Regions from separate parts of the Ovis aries genome. Here region 1 is linked to region 2. A link is a contact called in public Hi-C data. All regions are on one chromosome and are shown on one strand. Each heading gives the region's core, a stretch centred on a gene start, on an enhancer-like site or on the middle of the called end of the contact. The rest is flanking DNA. Distances are from core to core; before and after follow the strand shown.

Region 1 (3,029 bases), core at 459-2,958, 75 kb before region 2:
TAATTGACCTACAACATTGTGTCAGTTCCTGATACATACATAACATAGTGATTCGACATTTCTATACATTTTGAAATGATCACCACAGTAAGTCTAGTTATTATCTGTCGCTGTCCAAAGATATCACATAATTATTGACTATATTCCCTACATTGTACATTTCATACCCATGACTCATTTATTTTGCAACTGAAAGTTTGTACCTCCTAATCTCCCTCACCTATTTCTCTCCTCCCCCTACCCACCTCCACTTGGCAACCAACTGTTGGTATCTCTGTATCTGTTTCTGGTTAGTTATACTTTTTTTTTTTTTTGGATTCCATTTGTCTTTCTCTCTCTGATTTATTTCACTTAGCAAAATACCCTCTAGGTTCATCTATGTGGTTGCAAGTTTTCCTTCTTTTTATGGGTAATATTTCATCATATATATTTTTTTTTCTTTATCTATTCATCTATTGATGGACACTTCTGTTGTTTCCATATCTTGGCTGCTAGAAATAATGTTACAATGAACATAGGGGTGCAAATATATTTCCAAATAGTGTTTTCATTTTCTTTGGACAAATACCCAGGAGTGGAATTGCTGCGTAGTTCTATTTTTAATTTTTTAAAGAACCTCCATACTGCTTTCCATAATGGTTGTATCAATTTGTATTCCCTCTCAACAGTTTTGGGGGCTTCCCCGGTGGCTCAGATGGTAAAGAATCTGCCTGCAATGCGGGACACCTGGGTTCAATCCCAGGGTTGGGAAGATCCCCTGGAGGAGAGCATGGCAACCCATGCCAGTATTCTTGCCCGGATAATCCCATGGACAGAGGCGCCTGGTGGGCTGCAGTCTATGGGGTCGCAAAGAGTTGGATACAACTGAGTGACTAAGCACAGCCCAACAATCGAGGAGGGTTCCCTTTTCTCCACATCCTAACCAACATTTGTCATTTGCTGGACATTTTGGAGCAGAGGAGAAACACCCTAAGAACTCTGGCACAGGAGCTCAAAGATGTGACAGTGGGCAGTGGCAAGGGCAAGAAGGAGGGTGATGAGGAGAAGAGGCAAGAACAGAAGCCAGGCTACAGCCTTTTTCTTCTCTGGGGCATCTAAACCACAGATCCAGGAAGCAACCCCACATTGTCCAGCTCTCAGACCTATCACTATTCATTGATGGTATTTCAGGATTACTTCCATAAGCCCCTACGAATCCTCCCATCCGGAAGGCAAGCCTCCATGTGCCGAGTGAAGAGTGTGCTTCAGAGTTAAAGTGTACAAGGAGCCACCCCAGGGAGACAGAAACAGGGCAGTTTCTCTTCAAATCGGGCCCCAAGCAAGAAGAGCCCTCATTCTGCGCGCCACCTTGGGTAAGGGGCCTCTGCCCTCACCACCCACCGGGGAAGTTCTCCCTAGGGCAGAGGGCTCGGGAGGGGCAGAATCCAGGAGAGAACCGAGAGGAGTGAGGCCTTCACATAATTCCAGGATGAAATCGGCCAAGGATGACGGCCTAGAAAGACTCCAGGACGGTTGGGAGAAAAGGGAAGGCAAGGCGGGAAGTCAGGTCCGGCCAACTAGGTGGGGAGCACTGAGACAGAGGCGGGACGAGCCGCGGGCCCCCGGACCTGGGCGGGGCGTGGCAGGTGGGCCGGGGGCGGGGCCTGCGGGGCGTGGGCGGGGCGGGGCCGGGACCCGGCACATGCGCACCGCGGCGTCGCGCGCCCGAGGAGTGGCACTTTTTAAAAGTGCAGCCCCGAGGCCAGCCAGCAGCCGCGCGCACCTCAGTCCACAGCCCGGTCCCGCCCGTCCCGGCCTCACGCGGCCCCGTTTCACATCTGTCCAACCCAGGCCACTCTAGCTCGCATCATGCCGGTCAAAGGAGGCACCAAGTGCATCAAATACCTGCTCTTCGGATTTAACTTCATCTTCTGGGTGAGTGAGTGGACGGCCGCGCGCGCCTCTCGGGGTCCACCTGTCCGCCCGGCGCACTCAGTCCGCGATCGGTTTTGCCGGGCACTCGCCCCGCCTGCGCGGGGAAGACTCCTGGCGGGGAGGAGAGGGCTCTGCGGCCGCCAGCTAACTCCTCGGCCCGAGTCGAGACGGGCGGGGCGGGCGGGTTGATCCGGGGCGCGTCCGAAGCGAGGCGGGCGGCTGAAGAGCCCTGATGAGCTGCGGTTGGAGTTGGTGTATGCTCCCACCCCGAGCCCCTCAGAGTGCAGGAGGAAGAATCAGAGCACCCCTCTGCTGGGGACTTAAGGCCCTGATCGTGGGAGGCTGTGGCGGACTGTGCGGCTCGTGACCCGGGCGGGGTCCCCCGAGTATCCGGGGCCGCGAGGAGGGGAAGGATGCGGACGCAAAAAGGGACTAATGACTCGCCAGGGACGCTCAGCCAAGAGCTGTTGGCACGTTTGCACGGGAGGGGAAGGGACGCCCCAACCGCGGATGTCGGCATCCCGGGACCCCATTCGTGAATGAAAGTCGGGGTCCCTCCTGCATCCCCGACCTCTCAGACTGATTCTGAGCCGGCGTGAGAAAGTCCGAGCTCCCTCGAAACTACCTGAAAGACTAGCTTGTCTTGATTTTTTTTTTCCCCAAAGGGCGATAAGTATCTGGACTGGAGAGAACTCCGAGGCAGTTGGGGAGAGTTGGGGCCGATGCTTATCGGCGCCCGCGTGGGATGAGTCCCGTGTTTCTCCATTTCCGGGAGGGATCAGGTGGCCACCCCACCTCCTCCCCCGCCAGCCCACCCAGAAGCCGGGTGGGGCCACCGGGAGCGGACTGTCACCTGGGGAGGACGCAGGCCTGGGAGTTCCAGGACTCCCGCTGCCGGCTACTGGCAGCTTCTCAGCCTACGGCAGCCTGAGGCGGGCAGCGGGGAAGGGGAGAGGCCCCTCGGAGCCCTCCCTAGGGGGATTAAGGGGCCCCCCAGAGACAGAGGCAAGGGGTAGGGGACTTGGTGTCCTAGTTCCAGGGTCACTTCCCCCGCTCACAGGTGGACGGTTTTTCCCCTTTGCCATTAGGAAGGCATTTGGAAAGGCAGACCCTGT
Region 2 (3,003 bases), core at 477-2,976:
ATTTTTCTTTGTCCTTTTGGGTTCCTTCCTCCCCTTTTTGCATATGTGTTTGTGCGTACATGTGTGATGTCTCCGCATTAACCCAACCTCCTCTTCGATCATGATCTTTCTTAATCTCATAAAGGGCTGCAATTCCTTAAGAGATAAACTTCTTTCTTAATCTTGTAAGATGATAATCCATGACTGTGCTTCATGCCTGTGGATCTGGATCATGTAAACTGTCAATAACCTGTCATTTAATGTACAGCCCCCTCTCTCAAACCTTGTTACACAACCGCGTGTTGGCCTCTAACAGGCCAAGTGAAGTGAAGTCACTCAGTTGTGTCTGACTCTTTGCAACCCACAGACTAGAGCCTACCAGGTCTCCTGTCCATGGGATTTTCCAGGCAAGAGTACTGGAGTGGGTTGCCATTTCTTTCTCCAAGGCATCTTCCCGACCCAGGAATTGAACCCAGGCCTCCCACATTACATGCAGACACTTTACCCTCTGAGCCACCAGGGAAGCCCCTAACAGGCCAAACAGTTCTCAAAGCTTTCTGAGAGGCTGTTCTCAGGATATAACGCCTCAGTTTGGCACCAAATGGGAGATAAAAATCTCCCATTTCTTTCTTAGATGGGCCAGTTAATTTTTGTGTTGACACCTGCACCTCACCAATATTTGAAGTCAGTCTCATGCATGCAGCCTCTGAATTCAAGAGGTCTGGATTTAACTCCCACACACTGCTTCCTAGCTGTGTGATCTTGGGCAAGTTACCTAACTTCTCTGAGCATGTTTCCCCAGCCCCCATATGAGGATAAGAGTAGTGTTTGTGTCTTAGTGCAATTGTGAGAATCAAGCAATCCACGAAGAACACGCAGGGGCACACAGTAAGTACCCCACAAAGATGAGCTATTAGGCATATATATTATTTATTATACATAATGGCAGACTAGGTGCCAGGAACAATTTTAAGCACTTTCCACGGGCTGGTGAGTAGGAGGTCCCGATTCAGGAGCTCGGTCTCCCCTCTGGGGCCTTAGGACAAGTCACCTCCCTGCCTGGGCTGGATCGCCCACGCGAGGCCGGGGCCCAGGCTCCGCGAGGTCTAGGGCAGCTCTGACCCCCAAGGTCTGAGTCAGACCCTCTCCGGGCACCGGGCATCGGGCACCAGGTTGGGAAGAGGCGGAAACAGCCTGCGCGCCAAGGAACGGGGTAGGTTTACTGCGTGCGGCTTTGGCGGCAGGGCGGGGTGACCCTGTTCTCTGCGCCGCCGCCTGCAGCCCACCGCACCCGGAGCATCTTAGCGGACCCCACCGGCCTGGCGGGAGCGGCTCCCCAGGGAAGCCCCCTCCTCTGGCCCCGCAGGCAAGACCACCGCCCACCCCGAGCCAGGGGCAGCGCCTCTGCGGCTCCCAAGCTGGCACCCGCCGCCCTGGATCATCAGCCCCGGTCGAGCGCGGAGTCTCCTCCCGAAGCCCCGGCCCCGAAGATGAAGACGCTGAGAGCGAGACTCAGGGCGCCCCCGCTTCGGGAAGGCCCGGGCCCTGCCGCTTGCAGGGCGGCGCCCCCGGGGCCCCTCCCTAGGGTCAGCTCCGGGCGGCTGCCGGGGCGCGGCGGGAGCGGGAAGCCGGAGGACGGCTGACTCATCTTCCCTCCCTCCCTCCCGCCGCCGTGAGTCACCCGCCCGCCCGGAGACCCGCTCCCTCCGCCCCCGCGGCGCCCCCTCGTGGCCACCGGGAAGCCCTGCCGCCCCTGCGCCCCTCCCCGCGCCCTGGGCCCCGCCCACTCCCAGCCCCTGCCCTGCCCCTCCTCTCCCTCGGCTGCTCCACCAGACGCCCTCTGTGCCTCAGTTCAGTTCAGTTCAGCCGCTCAGTTGTGTCCACTATTTGCGACCCCATGGACTGCAGCACGCCAGGCCTCCCTGTCCATCACCAACTCCCGGAATTTACTCAAGCTCATATCCATTGAGTCGGTCATGCCATCCAGCCATCTCATCTTCTGTCGCCCCTTCTCCTGCCCTCAATCTTTCCCAGCATCAGGGTCTTTTCCAATGAGTCAGTTCTTTGCATCAGGTGGCCAAAGTATTGGAGTTTCAGCTTCAGCATCAGTCCTTCCAATGAATATTCAGGACTGATCTCCTTTAGGATGGACTGGTTGGATCTCCTTGCAGTGCAAGGGACCCTCAAGAGTCTTCAACACCACAGTTCACATCAGTTCTTGTGCGTCTTGTGCGCTCAGCTTTCTTTATAGTCCAACTCTCACGTCCATACATGACTACTGGAAAGACCATAGCTTTGACTAGTCGGACCTTTGTTGGCAAAGTAATGTCTCTGCTTTTTAATATGCTATCTAGGTTGGTCGTAACTTTTCTTCCAAGGAGCAAGCGTCTTTTAATTTCATGGCTGCAATCAGTCTACAGTGATTTTGGTGCCCCCTTGGAGCCCCCCAAAATAAAGTCTACCACTGTTTCCATTGTTTCCCCATCTATTTGCCATGAAGTGATGGGACCAGATGTCATGATCTCAGTTTTCTGGTGGCTCAGCTGGTGAAGAACCTGCCTGCAATGCGGGAGACCTGGGTTGGATCCCTGGGTTGGGAAGAACCCCTGGAGAAGGGAAAGGCTACCCACTCCAGTATTCTGGCCTAGAAAATTCCATGGACTGTATAGTCCATGGGGTCATTAAGAGCCAGACACGACTGAGCAACTCTGTGCTTAGTTTATGCGTTTATTTCACACTCACAGCCACCCTGGAGGAGGCAGGTGCCATTATGCACCCAAACTCAGAGAAGGAAAGGAAGACTTAGGTCACTGTATAATGACAATTTGTAGACCACTTATTTAAGCAACACGTTAATTCCACAGCAATTGGGGAATGAGAGATTATCCCCCCACCCTTTACAGGTCAGCTAACAGGAAAAGTCTCAGGAAAGGTAAACGCTTACTGTCATCCTCTAGCCTCTTGGCCACTCCCCCTCCTTCCCTGAAGACTGGGCTCCTGGCCCCAGGCTTGCTCTTCCCAGAA

What was found. A called contact is a pair of places that touch in the nucleus more often than the background predicts.
Region 1: a Hi-C map of tail adipose tissue shows a contact between it and region 2, with 5 times the contacts expected there. The contact joins the promoter of CD9 here to the enhancer-like site in region 2. A contact is called at or near these places in 11 of 16 Hi-C or Micro-C datasets (blood, hypothalamus, liver and 4 more).

Annotation. Positions count from the first base shown.
Region 1 is chr3:209,988,115-209,991,143 of ARS-UI_Ramb_v3.0, reverse strand. CD9 (CD9 molecule) reads left to right here and starts at 1,708. Exons shown (of 8, transcript NM_001114764.1): 1 at 1,708-1,914. The coding sequence starts at 1,849. It overlaps LOC132659636 (a long non-coding RNA gene), which reads left to right and starts at 2,312. Exons shown (of 2, transcript XR_009600296.1): 1 at 2,312-3,029.
Region 2 is chr3:209,913,139-209,916,141 of ARS-UI_Ramb_v3.0, reverse strand. LOC132659635 (a long non-coding RNA gene) reads left to right here. Exons shown (of 3, transcript XR_009600295.1): 3 at 1-3,003. Among named protein-coding and RNA genes, the nearest start is that of PLEKHG6, 26 kb to the right of the region's middle. Within about 2 kb of position 1,726, at least 40 of the 54 cell types and tissues checked have an H3K27ac peak or open chromatin away from gene starts, as enhancers often do. A contact at or near this core is called in hypothalamus, liver and tail adipose tissue, where this site is marked.